Linked DNA regions of Anas platyrhynchos: region 2 is linked to region 1. Evidence: chromatin contacts called from public Hi-C data. All regions are on one chromosome and are shown on one strand. The core of a region is the stretch at or near the end of the contact, and the rest is flanking DNA. Distances in the headings are between cores, read along the strand shown. Region 1 holds the start of WNT4 (Wnt family member 4). Region 2 has its middle 83 kb from the start of WNT4.

Region 1 (7,370 bases), core at 2,234-4,733:
ACAATTGTCCTGTGTTTTCTGGTTTGGAAGCTCTCAGAACAGCTCCTCCTTTCTCCAGGACAGGATTAATACATGTACTGTTGCTAAGTGTCCAATATTTATGTTCCATTAAGTTCAAAACAGAATTTATTTCTATTCAGTGTAAACCCCTGCAGCCTCAGGTTCAGTCATGAGTTTTGCCTCAGTCTTTCTCACAGTTCTTCTCCTCATCACGTGGTTAAGGCCACTGTCCATGCTGCAGGCTATTCCACTTTCAATCCCATTCAAAAAGCCCCATGGGCATCAGAAAGTCAAAAAGAACCTGTGAGAGACCTCCTGCAGCCTCTGTGACGAATAGCACTGGTCAGAACCAGGAACTGAGCCACAGTGCTACCTGCCTGCACTTATGCTTCAGGGTAGCTGTACATACATCATTTAAATCCTTTGCACAGTCCTTTGCAAGCTCTGCACTTTCACACTGGTCACAGATTAGGTCTCAGAGTTGGAAACCCTCATCCTGCTACCACAGATGGGAATTTTTCCTTGCCAGAGATATGGCAACGGTAATTCTCTGCAGTCTTTGAATCCAGAAGCACCTGGACAGGCCTATGAAATACCTCTTAGGTGCATGCTATTCATCTTCCCATCCACTGAAATATGTACACATCAAAAGAAGCATTCTTATCTAATGAGGTTTTGATGTTCATTAAAGCAAGACATTAACTGTAACAAACAGCAACGCCCTGCAGCACTGGGGAACGACAGCAGGTGCTGAGCCCCAAGACACACTGGGGGTGACAAGGGTTGGTCACCCCATGGATGCTGTCCTGTGTGGGTGGCAAAGGAGTGGCTTCACTGTGTCCACTCTAAACCAGTTCACAAGACCAGGAAACCTTGTTCCTCTTTAAACACTTTTCTTTACCTTCCCCTTTCTCAACTCCAAACAAGCTGTGCTTCGAAGTCTTCACAACAGCAACCTGGCATCTTCTGAACACAAGGCCAAAAGTATCTCGTTTGCAGGTAATCACTGAGCAGCGTTTCATGGCATCTCTGAAAGGGCCAAGGGATTCCCCTTGCTCTTGGTGAGTGGCCATTTCCAAAGTCTATCCGTTCACACTCATCGCCTCCTTCACCATGGAGGATGTAAAATAAACACCCCTCCTGCCCCGCCACTCTGTTATCAGCTCTGCAGACAACTCACCCGGCACTTCCCTTCAGGGTGACTAACTTCAGATGTGCTGCATCTGCCCCCCCTCAGGGCTCCCATCCATCCCCCTGCAAACACCCAAACCCCGACGCATCCCATGGAGATGATCTAATGCCATGACTGCTGCAAACAACCTCATGGTCATGCACAAATCCACATCTGCCACGTGTGGACAATTCCTTCCTGTGGGGTAAGCTGGGGTGTTCCCTCTGCTCTACCTGCTCCCCTGGGGACAGGTGGCTTGAACCCGCCGCAGCAGCAGGAGGACATCCCGCAGCTCCTGGGCCAAGGGAAGGCACCAAGGCAGACATGTCACAGGCAGAAGGTGGAAAGTAAAGGAGGAGAGAGCAGATCTGGGGAAGAAGCAGAGAACACAAATCTCCAAGGGTGCAAGGGCCAAGTGGCTGCAACCTCTGCTGCTACTAACAGAGAAAAGAACCAGGTGAAGACCACACGATCTGCTACATCTCCCTGGCTCACCTAACCAACCCTTAACTCAGAGCCAGGTGCTGGGAGGGGACTTCATGGGGCAGAAGAGCATCTTGCATGACCCCTCAGCACATGGGGCTCTAATGAAGGCGAGGGAGCCCAGACCTTGCGAAATCAAACCATCGTATCTCACAGTCTTCCAGCCCAGGCCAGGTACCTGCTGTGCCATCCTGACATCAGGGCTGCTCTGGGAAGAGCCACAGCATTCTCTGAGCCTGCCAGCAGCACTGCCAGCATTAGCACCTCAGCCAGGGATGCTCCTTGGGCCGCAGGTATGCATGGTGCCCCTGAGACCCCTGCAGAGGTCCAGGGCCATGCTCACTCATCTGAATTCTGTTGGACTCTTTGGTGTTGGCTTTTGTGGGGCAATAAGGCACCTGAGGTCCAAACACTTGTGAGTGCACACTATTTGTGTGCACTTACATGGCTCTGGCAGCCCAGCCAGGCACCTCTAACCTCTCTTACCCATTAGCTTTTCAGCCAGGTCTTGCCTTCCTGATGACTTCACTCAACACTCAGAGGCATTAGAAGCAAGAGGAAAGCCACGGTTTTGTCTTGCACAATGAGCCAGATTAATCAGCTCCAGTTGCACTGAATTACCTAGTCGGGGCTCACAGCGACAGCCTCCAATTCACCTGCCCACCAGCCAGTGTCCCGCTTTCAACCAAGATCATCAGCAAGAACACGAAGCTAGATGAATGACTAGGTGAGGGTGGGCTGCAGCCTGTCAGGAGCTAGAAAATACGTCAAAGCGCTTTGAAATTAAATCCTCACTTTGACAGGGAACTAATGCACAGATTTTAAAGTAGGTGTAATATACTTAGGCATGTGTGCAGCACAGTGCAAGTTGCCATGCTTTGAATAAGTATGCTCCAGCTATGCTGTGAGCAGGAAAATTGGGCTGAAAAGACAAAGGGAATTTTGAATAGCTCCAAACCAGCTTGGCAAGATTTTAGAGATGGTAGCAAGAGGTTTTAGTAATGGACCTAACTAATAGCATTGACAGGAGGAGATTTGGTGCACAGTTGTTTGCTGCTTGGGATCTTGGGTTTCACTCCAAGCAGCCGTCTCATGACATCTCGTGTTGCTCCTGGCTTTAAATTGAGTCATTTGTGCCCATGCGGTCTGTGGGGGATAGATGGAGACATGGCAGATGGGGAAAGAGATGGGGATTCCCACTGCATCTCCTGGCCTCCAGGGCCAGCAAACCAGGCTGCTGGGATTCCCAGCAGTTGACCTTTCTAGACAACTTCAGGTGTGGATTTAATCCTTAATGCTTGTTTGAGCATCCTCCTCCACATGCTCAAAGCCCAGCACTAGGCACTGCAGGGACAGACCTGTGGTGACACAAAGAGGGTGTGTGGCCCTGTCCCGATGCCAGCTCCAGCTGCTATTCCTATTGAGGGTAATCCCCCAGGACCTCCCTCTTTTCAGTTTGCAGATGACGAAGTCAAGAGCTGCCTATTTGTGGCGAACCCTCAGAAACCTCTCCTTGGGAGACTCCTTCCAACACAAGTGGAGGCAGTTCATGGGATGCCCAGGTTACTCCCAGCGCTACGGAAAACCGAGGCACCACCGTGCTCCATCCCGAGCCCCACGGCCCGCTGCCGGCGGTGGAGCGGCACCGGGGGGGGGGGGGGGTGGGAATCGCTGGCGGGCAGCGCAGCGCGGCGAGGGGACGCCACCGGTGCCGCCCCGGGGGTGTCCCCAGCGGCGGGACCCGCCCCGGGAGCCGCAGTCTGGGGCCGCCCCCGGGGCTGCCCCCGCCTCCGGCCCGCCCCCGGCCCGCCGCTCCATCCCGGGATGGGCCGGCCGAGCTGACAGTCGGGCTCGGCGGCCGCCGCGGGCGCATCTACCGGGCAGCGCCCGCCGCCAGCCGCCGCCGCTCCTGCCCGGCGCCCACCTGCGGCGGCGGCTGCCTGGGGGCCGTGGGCCGGGCGGGGGGGGCGGGCGCCACCGCCGTCGCCGCCACCGCCACCGCCGTCGCCACCGTCGTCGCGCTCCGCTCCGCTCCGCTCCTTCCTTCCCTGCCTGCCTGCCTGCCCTCCAGGATGAGCCCGGAGTATTTCCTGCGCTCCTTGCTGCTCATCATCCTCGCAACCTTCTCGGCCAACGCCAGCAACTGGCTGTGAGTAGCCGCGGGCGAGGGGAAGCCGCCGCCGCCACTTGTTGCTTCCCCCCGGGGGCGGCCGAGCAGGTGCCGCGGGGCCCGGCAGCATCCCCCCCGCGGGGGTCGCGCCCCGTCGCTGCCCAGCTTCGGAGCGGGGCGGCGGCGGAGTTCGGGCTCCCGGCCCCGGGTCAGCCCGCGGGGGGCTCCGGGCTGTCGCCCCCTCCGAGCCGGCGGGGCCGGGGCTGGCGGCCCGGCGGCCCCGGCAGGTGGGCTGCAGGGATGCAGACCCTGCCCGGCTGCTCGGCTCCCGCGCCTCGTCGAGGCCGCTCACCGGCTCGCTTGAGGGGCACGAAAGACCCCTCTTTCGCCTTTTGTTCTTCAGTTACTCGCTTGGGCTGCGCTGGGGAGCCGAGGTCGGGCCCCCGGGTCAGAGCAGGGCCTGGGGCTTGGCGAGGCGCCCCGTGAGGGCCATCGGTCCAGGGAAGGACTTGGCAGGGCCAGGGCGGCTGCTGCGGCCGAGCTGGGCTCGCTCGTGCGCTGGCCCCGGGGACCCGTTGCAGGTCAGGCTGCGCGTGTCTTGGCTCCCGCTGCCCCCCGAGCACAGTCAAGGGGCCGTGGGGGGCTGCTGCGTGCTGCAGAGGAGCCCGGTGACATTGGTTACCCGCTGAGCAAACACTGAAATAATGTCTAAGGTAAACAGGGGTGGAAATCGTTCTGGAAAATTCCTGCACATTTGCCAAGGCTGAGGGGCTGTCTTCTGGGGAGACCCCCAGGGCAGAGGGGACGGAGTGTGACAGCGCGTTCCCTCAAAGCTCTGAGGGACGGCTTCCTCCTAATAAATCTTGTCTTTTGGGAGACACTATTTGCCCCGTTCCCAGCGTCACCGGCTGCTGTGCTCGCAGGCTGAACTCAGATCCCAGTGCTTGCACCAAGCGGACCTGCTGTCGGGCTGGGCGTGTGGGCCGCATCCAGCTCGCTTCCCCAGGCCTCCATCAGCAAGGGCAGGCACACCACAGACCCCCAGGGAGTCCCCAGGGCTGGAGGCTGGGGCTGCCAACACAAAAGCTCCCTGGAGGCTTGCAACTCTCCCGACAATCACACCCAGGCAGGCATGGACCCAGAAGCATGTCCCCTGTGGAGTGCTCTCTGTGATTCCCATCTCTCCTGCCTTTAGGTTTGGCTTGCTGCAGACTGCAGGAGGTGGATTGGTTTTGGAGGATGCTCCCTACGGCTGGGGAAAGCTGGCACCAGGTCAGCAGTATTCTCCCAGTGTCCTGCTGATGGGAAAAGGTGCTCACCCTCGGGCAGCTGGCTGGGATGTGTTAGCGCTCAGCCTTCCTCCCCCCTGTTTTGCCAGATGGAGCGACTTGTGCTCCGATAGACTCTAGCAAAGAGGTGGGTGGATCGCAGCAGCTATCAAGGTAGTCTTTAAGCTGTCACGCCTCTGGTGAAGGTACATCGGAAAGAGTGGGAGCGCTTTTCCCGCAGGGAGAAAGTCCGGAGGAAGCCCTGCAGGATGACGGCAGGTCCCGGGGAGGAGCAGCCCCTGCTCGCCCAGGATGGGCATGGGGAAGCACCTGGTGAAGGAGGGGTTCGGTGTTAAACCACAGCAGCAGGGTCAGCTCCACATGGGTGTGTGGAGGGGGAGTCCTGGCACACGGCTGCAGGGCTGGGGCTGGTGGGGAGAAGTGGGAAGATGAGGCAGGCAGAGGGGTGGCTCACTGCGACAAGCGGTAGCACTGTGTGCAGCCAGCCATGCTTGCAGCACGACGAGAGCACAGCACGAGGGGTGGGCGTGGGGGGTTCATCCATGGGAGAACGGAGGGCTCATTCCTGCCAACAGGGGAGGAAAAGCAGATACAGCTCAGTGCGTTCAAAAGAAAGGTTCAACTTTTTGATGTTACAAATGTATTGTGATAAAAGGATCATCCCCCGCTCAGTGCTTTTTATTCTTTGCCTTTAGGATTAAGACAATTCCCATTGTTTATCTTCTCACATCAGAAACAAAGGCTGCCGGAGGCAATAAACAGAGTTAGAAGGATCCCAGGAGTTATCAGATATTCAAGGAATGAGTATGCCTCGTATGTCTTTGCAAAGCTGCATGTGTCATGCGTGTGGGCTCCAGCGTGCTCTGCTTTATCGCAGTGCTGCCTGGGTGCTGCCCACCCGCGCCCAGCATCTGGAGGCTGGATCCAGCTGGCGCACGGTGCTGGGTGCGCGCCTGGCCAGGTGCATACTTCTGCACGTACGTGTGTGCACTGGGTGGCAGCGCACAGTGAAGTTTGCTTTTCCAGAAACCTGCTGGATTAGTGATTAAGCTCAGTGTGCCTTTCACAAGACGAGGCTTTTTCTAAAGCGTCTTTTGACCTGTCGGGACTCGCATTCCCTGAGCACTTCGGAAACGCCACTTGCAACACTTGAGCTGAAGGTTTTCGGCAAGCCCAGCTCAGTGAGGTAGGGCTCATCAGGACCCTGCACACGGTGCCTTCTGAGCCCCATCCCACCTCGAAGAGGATGGTGTCAGCATCTCTGCCAGGCATCGCTCTGCTGCTGCACATTTCGAGCTGGAAGGGACTTTGCCAGATCTTTTCATTAAATGGACCGAGATACTTTCTATCTGGCTAGGAAGTAAACCTCAGGTGTGTTTTCTCAGTGTCTGAGCTCAGGGAGTTGCTGTTGGGCTCACTGCCTATCCAAAAAAGCTCTGACATAAAAATTTGAAGAGATGCTCTGTTCCCCCTTCCAATGAAAGCTTCAGACTTGCTTTTCCTTCTGCCTTTTGGGGCTCGGAGTGCTTTAAGCCTTTTCCTTAAAGCAGGCACAGAATTGTAAAGTGAAGTAAAGGGCTGTAGCTGATTGTGCTTGTGCATAAAGGGCAGGTCCCTCTCCCTTCTGTGTTTCCTCTGGAGGACTCCAGGGACTTGCTTTACCCATGGGACGAGCTGCAATTCGAAGCAACTTGCATGTCACGGCCTCAGTTCAGCTCTTGAACCTATGCATGCAGGAACGTGACTGAATTTGGAAGCATGTTCGGACAGAGGTGCAGCAACATCCTGGTGCTGGGGGTGTTCTCAGAGGGTTCAGCCAAACGCCCAGCACTGCACAGGCTGAGCACCTCTTGGAAGTGGCCCAGGGAGAGCTGGGCCCTTGTCTTGGCAGGAGGTAAGGGGTGATTTATTTAACTCTTTGGGGGCTGGTGGGGAGCAGAAACCCACCTGAAGAGGTGAACTAGAACATATGCGAAGTGGGGGTAAATGCGGGTTTCTCCTAACTGTGTATGGCACTGGGGTTGCTGTTACCTGTAGCTATTTGGGTTGTTGGAGCAGTTGTAGCCCTGAGAATCAATTCCCCTGCCTGAAAAGCTTCAAGAGGCAACAGGGCAGGGGTCCCTTATGAGCAGGGCCCTGGTTATCTAGCTCTCTGGGAGTCATTGCAGCCTCTCTCCCTCTTCCTGCTGTTACACATCCAGCACTGGCTTTGGAGGAGGCTCTCCATGCACTCTGAATAGTAGGAGATGTGATTATGCTGCTGCAGAGCAGGGTGTGCCACCGGCAGCTCCATCTACCCCCTATTTACAGGAGTTTA
Region 2 (7,370 bases), core at 2,905-5,404, 83 kb before region 1:
GCTTTTTAAGACAGATTCAGAAACAGAGTTAAGCTACAGAGCAGATTATAGCTTTTCCTTTACTCACATCACCATAGTCAAGCTGCTCACAGGGCACTGTTAAACTTCAAAATAGCATGACATTGGCTTAAGCCACTTGCAATCTTGTTTAAATATTACATCTGTTAATTTGGTTTATAGGCCTTCTGCTTTCAGGGTGTTTAAGTTGCTTTCAAAACAGTCTGTCAACATTTTTCCTCTGCAACTAGGAGGATTTCTAGGATTTCACAAGACTCCAGCATCTCAGGTTATTAGGAAAACATATTGGTGGCACCTTAGCATACACTAGCACCCATGTGGGCTCATGCAGGGGTTTGTGAGTTCCCAGCAGTATTACAGCACCTATAGGATTGCCAGTCACACATGTGAAACAGTTCAACAGTCTTTAAAACATCAGGCTCCAAAAATCATGAGACTCTCTTAAAAATCATGATTCTTTAATAGATTTTTTATTATTATTGTTGTTTGTCTCCAGCAACTAGGACTTTAAGGAAAATGTTAATTATAGAGAGACTTGCAATAATATCACCCAAGTTGGCAACGTTATGCCTGGTAGAGCTAGGACTGCAGCCACGGATTCATTCTTGGGTTTTAACACTTTCCAGAACCTTCAGAAAATTTCACCTTTTGAATAAAAAAGTCACTTTTTTTTTTTTTAATATTTCTAGCTACTGTTGCTTATATGTCTCCACAATATTAATGCAAAACAAACAAACAAACAAAAACCTCATTTTCTCATATTTCCTTCATTTTATTGTTAAAAACAAGTAGTGTGATGCAGTTGCCCAACCCAGCTCCACATCCACCAAGCCACCTATGGTGGACACAAGCCCTCAGCCCAAGGATATCTCAGAAAAAGGATATCTCATGGAAAAATATCTCAAGGATATCTCATGGAAAGAGATGCAAGGGAAGGGCACCTTCTGCTCTAATATTCTCTGAAACAGCACTGGTACGATCAGGGCAGGTGGAGAGAACAATGTAAAACTGCAGCTGAACAGCAAGCCCTGCACATAAATACCTAGGCATGTAAGTGAGAGCTGACCCTGGCTCTTCTGTTCAAGGCCTGCCACAGGTGGGTCTCAGAGCAAGGCCTGTTATTAAGGCCTATTATGAGACACTGTTTTCAGTTACTTACATTTTGCCAGACTTCAACTGTTGGGCTGTTTCCCTTCTCAGCCAGCTACAGTGCTGACTGCCTTTGTAGTCACCGGAGAGAAATAGGAGATTCAGTGAATAATAATATTAATCAATAAATAAATAAAATCTCGTCATCCTGAGACAAGCATTGCAGGTAAGACAAGGTTTCTCGGCATTCACTCTGTAAGGTGCCTGCATGATGGGCTCTCCCATAGCTACCTGGTGCCGACAGAAGACTTAATGAACCCTCCCTAAGTTGCTCTTTAGGGCTGCACTGTCTGAAGCGTAAATCTAAGCCAGAAAGTTTGGGCCAAGGGGCAAGATTTTGTCTGTGTGCATGTGTGTGCCTATATGGCAAAGCTGTCACAAGTTTGTCCATGTTGTAAGCATTATGAAGATTTCAGTTGACACACACACATACATAAAGCAGACCCAAGGAGCTGGTTTTCTGTTCCTGCCTGTTCTTCTATATTTTGTGGTGATGCAATGTCAATGAATGAATGACATCCTATTGCATTATCAACCACAGGCATTATGCATTTGAGGGTAATAGACACCAGACTCAAGATGAACCCTCTCTAGATTTTTGCAAGACTTTTTTGCTTGCTCCACATAGTCCAGCAAAGGAGAAGTAGGTGGGGAAAATAGCTGATAGAAATGGACCAGAAGAAGAAGGCAATATGAGGTGAGATTTTAAAATAAAATTGTTGACATAGCATAGAAAAAAAAAAATGCTCTCAGCACAAAAAGCAGGTTAAGTAGGACTGGGGAGGGAGGCACAAAAAAATGAGGTGTCCAGCAGCACGGCCTGCAAATGTTCCTGGCAGATGATCATAGAATCATTAAGGCTGGAAAAGAGATCATTTGGTCCAACCACCCCCTTACCCACAATATTGCCCATTTAAACCACGTCCCTAAGCACCACGTCCAACCTTTCCTTAAACATCCCCGGGGATGGTGACTCCACCACCTCCCTGGGCAACCTGTCCCAATGCCTGACCACTCTTTCTGAGAAGAAATGTCTCCTCATTTCCAACCTGAACCTCCCCTGGCACAACTTGAGGCCATTCCCTCTAGTCCTATCACTAGTTATCTGCAAGAAGAGGTCGACCCCCAGCTCCCCACACCTTTCCTTCAGGCAATTGCAGAGAGCAATAAGGTCCCCCCTGAGCCTCCTCTTCTCCAGACCAAAGAACCCCAGCTCCCTCAGTCGCTCCTCACAGGACCTGTGCTCCAGGCCCTTCACCAGCTCCTTAGCCCTTCTCTGGACACACTTCAGGGCCTCAATGTCCTTCTGGTAGTGAGGGACCCAAAGCTGAACACAGCACTCGAGGTACGGCCTCACCAGAGCAGAGTACAGGGGGACAATCACACCCCTGGCCCTGCTGTCTGCACTGTTCCTGACACAACCAGGATGTGGTTGGTGAGCATCGACCAACACCCCCAGGTCTTTTCCTCTGCACAGCTTTCCAGCCACTCTGCCCCAGGCCTGTAACACTGCATGGGGTTCTTGTGGCCAAAGTGCAGGACCCAGCACTTGACCATGTTGAGCCTCATCCCATCGGCCTCAGCCCATGACAGTAACTAGAATGAGGGTCAGCTGAAATTATGGTTGCCAGGTGCCTGGTGGCTGTGCCTGGGCTTGACAGAGGACTGTACTCCTCAAGAAATCTTAGTCCAGCTATATCAGACCTTAAATCTCCCTCCGTGCCAGATGAAAATGTTGGTGTGTGGCACATTTTCCTCTTCATCCCATCACCTGGTGAGGGAGGAAGGAGAAATGGTAGAAGAGAAGAGAAGAGAGACAGATAATAAACTACACAGCCAATTCCAGCTGTGAAATTTGCAAGAGACAGGACCTGCCCTCTGCGGGCACTGAGAACCAGCACTCAGTTACAGTAAGACCCACAGTTTCATCACAGGTGAAAAGCCACACATTCAAAGGAAATTCATGATTTGAACCAACCACAGGGCACAGACTCTTACACTTGAGCTATCTGTCTGTAAGCACGGCTGTGCTGTAAGAAAGGAACTTGGCATATTGCTAGATGGAGTCCAAAACTATCCCAAGCCCTCCAGCTGCCTGAGCATCTCTGACCTTTCTCCAGATTTGCATGCTGGCACTGAGATCTGCCAGGTGGAGAACAAGGGAAATGATTGCCAGGACCAGAGGAAATGACTTGGGAAAATGTTTGAATACACAACTGTACTTATTTGTACTTCTCCCAACTATCAGATGCAGAAAAGAGAAGATTAACAAGAGGGACAGGAGACCCCTACTCCCAGCACACCAGCAGTGAAAGGAAATGAGACACCAGGAGACACATCCACCACCAATGAGAAGACCCAGAAGAAATGGATCTGGTCAGTTTAAGCCCTTGCTTTTAGCAAAAACATCACAGTTTCATCGAGGCCAGCTTGCTCAGGTACAAACTTCACCCTAACTTAAAAGTAATGCAGATCTCTCAAATAAACATATCTCTCAGATAGTGCTGGCTGCAGAGAGACGTGGGGATAGGTGCCAGCATCATTGACCTGCCGGTGGCCTGTTCTGATGGTTGGACAGAGATGGAAAAGGGGTGGCAAGTCTTCTCCTGGTGAGAGGTGCTGAGGGCTGGGTGCTTGGGGTCGGGCAGGTACCAGCAGACGGCTCTGCACCGCGGTCCGGCGCGGCTAGATGGCACTGTGTACACTTCCAGGAGTTAGACGTCCAAACTCATCTTCCATGCCTGAAGTCTTAATACCCTGAGCAGTTTTTAGACCCCGTCGAACCTCTCGTCCGAGAAGCAGCTTATCTGTGGGCTGTTGGAAGTTTTGTGATGGCCAGGACACAGGTGACCTTCCTGGGGAGGAAAACGCTAGTAGAATTTCCTGTTTCAGGACATCTTGGCAAAAGTTAGTATGCATTTGAAACGAGAAAATACAATTTCCACCCACCCACAAGCAACAGAGGCAGGACCTGGGGAGTCAGACTAAGACTGGGCTCATACCATTATACCTATGTTCATGTCCTTTTCATCTACACAACCCCACACGGTGTGGGAGATGGGGACCTGAATTTGGGCTGCCAAACACTGAGAAACCCATCTCATCTAGTCTAGTAGCAAAGCCAGACATACACATGCTTTGTCTGGAGGAGAGCCTACACAGATCCCACTGAAATAATGACCATGATCTTCTGCAGCCCTAGTAGGAAGTTTTCTCACCCAAACAAAGAGTAGAGATCAGAGAAAAAAAAAAAAAAAAGAAAAAAAAAAAAAAAAGGAAAGAGCATTAAAGAGCATTAGATATGACCAGAGGAGTAGATGGGCAGGCAGCAGACGGGACCATACAGCTTTGCCACTTTGGTGACTTGAGATTTGTTTTGCCAACCTGAGATAAGAAGGATTATCTGCAATCCAAAGAGCAGGCTTTGCAAAACAGTCTGTCCCCTCACTCCCCTTTTCTCCCAGCTGGTGGGCTTAAAGCAGAAGGCTGCACCACAGCAGAGCAGAGTCCTCCTGAACTCCCTTGCTCCAAAGCCACCAGCCTGGGAGTGCCAGGGCCAGCTGGGAGCCCACCACTCCCCACCAGCGGGCTGCACAGGAGTCGGGGAGTTTAACAGCTCAGGAGTTGGGCTCCCATGTCCTCCTCTTGTTGCCAGCTGGTCAGGCGGGCTGCCAAGGGTACGCTGGCAGGAAACCGGGCAGGTTTCCATTGGGATTTCATCCACAGCAGCAGCACTCCAGGGAATATTGCTATCCTGATGAGTCAGCAGTCTCTGGTGGGAGATGGGCTGCCTGCTGGAGGGGTTAATGCCCAGGGCTCAAGAAAGGTGAGAGTCCCCAGCCAGGCAGGTGCTGGCTAATCCATCCCCCACCCGGAGGCCTCCCTGTAATCTGTTACAGTCGGCGTTTGCCCTGAGGCCACGGATCTGATATCTCATCCGAGCATGGTGTCAGTATTAACTATTATAACTCTGGATATTCTTGTTAGCCATGCAAATGTACAGCCTGGGGTGGAATCTTGCTAACTTTTTGTTCTCAGCCACATCCTGTGGCAAATTGTTCGGCTGCTGAACCCTGTACAGAGACACTCCTGTTTGCCAGCCCCTGGGCACCACCTGTTCATCCCTGCATGCCAGCGTTATCTACAGAGCAGACCATCCCTGGTGCCCTCCCTTGCACCACTCCGTATTTGATACCATGAAATTTTGGCCATATTGCAAAAGTCAGTGTTTTTCAGTGGGCTGGAGACAGGGATAGGGAAAGCAGAGTGGAGGTGTTGGGTCCCTCCCCAGTCCACCCCAGAAAGGTGGCTGGGCTGTTTGCCATGCATCTGCTCATGACAGAGTCCGTCCCTGTCCACAGGAAATGCATGCGTGGAGAAGTCCCATCCCACATGAACAAGCACTGCACACCAAGCCCCTTGTGGGCAGTCCAGCACTGGGGTCAAATACACCCACCCTGCAGAACAGCAAAAGGTAAATGGTTTCTAAAATGTGCCAGAGTTGGGGTAAAAGGTGGCTTTCTGCTCCAGCTATGTGTGAGGCTCCTATTTATCACATGGGAAGCAGGTGTAGAGCTCAAATGGAGACCAAATGGCAGCAGGACAGATAAATGTTAACAGCACAAAAATCAGCAAGTGCTGCACTGAGCTCTGTAGTGTCATTAATAAAACAAACATACAAAAAAATCTCTCTTTCAACACATAGCCAAAAATGTGGAGTGTCATGTTATCAGGGATCTTTTGCCCGCTGAATACTCGCCGCTCTGTTTGGGTTCATGCTAAAATACTCCAACATGTTTTCATTTTTTTTTTATTATTTTATTTTTTACAAATGCTCAAACTTTCCTGTCACAAATTATTCTTGGCTTGGTTACAAGTAGGAAAAAAAAAAATAGAAAGAAAAATGGTTTATGAGATATTTTGGTTGTATGGTTTTTTTCTACCCTAACATGCGGTGAAAGTTCAGGAATTCTCACCTTTTTCCACCCAAAAACCCCTTCCACCCAAAAACCCCTTCCACCCAAAAGCTCAATCTCCAGTACCTTTGACATGATCTCACTTTCACAGTCTGTGCACTTGGAAAGCACATTACCACAAAGAAAGCTTGGTCCTATCTCCCTCTGTGGCCTCCTCTTTCATCCCCTCCCCCCCCTCCAAAACAAAACAAAACAAAACAAAAGCCTAGGACTATTGTAAGGACAGGCTGGCATTAGCAACCCCAGTCATGAAAAAACATAACTCAAGGCTCTGCAAAATTATGACTTTGGCATAAAAATCTGAATTAAATCAGCAATAAACAAATAAGTCTTACTCTCCTTTTGTTCCCGGGTGCTCTCAGGTTGTGGTTTTGAACCATGAAGACTAGAAACTTCTTGGGGGACAGGCTAAGAAAGCAAATTTTTATGCAAGCACACACTGCCACTACGCTGAAAATTCAAGGAAAATAGTGAGCATCACCAAGAATCATAAAGAGCCTTGCTGCAAGATTTGGCACCTCTGACAGCCCAGCAGAAATACCCCCACCTCATGGGAGTTCAGGGGCAGTTTTAGGATAATTAACCACCAAGCACAAAGTCCAAGCAAAACTAATTGCTTTCACAGAACAAAAAAGATTATTTTACAGGCACTGTTGTTCTTTGCCCTGTCTCTTCTGGAAAATGGCAGCAGTTACATGAAATCAATTTTATTAACTGTCAGTGCTATGAAAGGATTTACAGAAAAGGACTGTTTGATGGTCTTTTATTAGACCCCATGTCCACTACCAGAGCTGACAAGCTGGACATACCAGACTGAATGAGGATAGTCTCTGAGCTAAAGACCTTTCACAGACTGGTAGAGATTCAGATCAGAAAGGTCTGGTGTGCCTGAGGCAGAGCACTTCTTCCCCTAGTGAGCTGAGCTCTTGACTTTTAGCAGTATCTATAGGAGTCACTTGAGTGCATAGGCCTGGTGATACCTCACTCAGAGAGCTGGTTTTCTTCCTGTAGAAATCATTGTGCTGGGCTGGCTTGGAGAAAGGCAAGACACAGACCTCAGTCCAAACACACCTGCCTTCCTAACACCTTGCAGTGCTGCTGCAGCATCAATACTCCCCTGCATCTTGCATCTTCGGCTCAGGTGTCTCTGCAGAGACCAGCACCCTGAGGACGCCCAGCAAAGGGAGCCAAAAACACCTGAAAACAGAGTCCAGTTGTTATTTCACT

The links. A called contact is a pair of places that touch in the nucleus more often than the background predicts.
Region 2: a Hi-C map of small yellow follicle shows a contact between it and region 1, with 2.9 times the contacts expected there. The contact joins the enhancer-like site here to the promoter of WNT4 in region 1. A contact is called at or near these places in 4 of 8 Hi-C or Micro-C datasets (F1 follicle, F5 follicle, small yellow follicle and 1 more).

What each region holds. Positions count from the first base shown.
Region 1 is chr22:8,197,883-8,205,252 of IASCAAS_PekinDuck_T2T, reverse strand. It overlaps WNT4 (Wnt family member 4), which reads left to right and starts at 3,483. Exons shown (of 5, transcript XM_027443167.3): 1 at 3,483-3,803. The coding sequence starts at 3,727.
Region 2 is chr22:8,281,210-8,288,579 of IASCAAS_PekinDuck_T2T, reverse strand. No RefSeq gene overlaps it. Among named protein-coding and RNA genes, the nearest start is that of WNT4, 83 kb to the right of the region's middle. Within about 2 kb of position 4,154, at least 2 of the 8 cell types and tissues checked have an H3K27ac peak or open chromatin away from gene starts, as enhancers often do. A contact at or near this core is called in small yellow follicle, where this site is marked.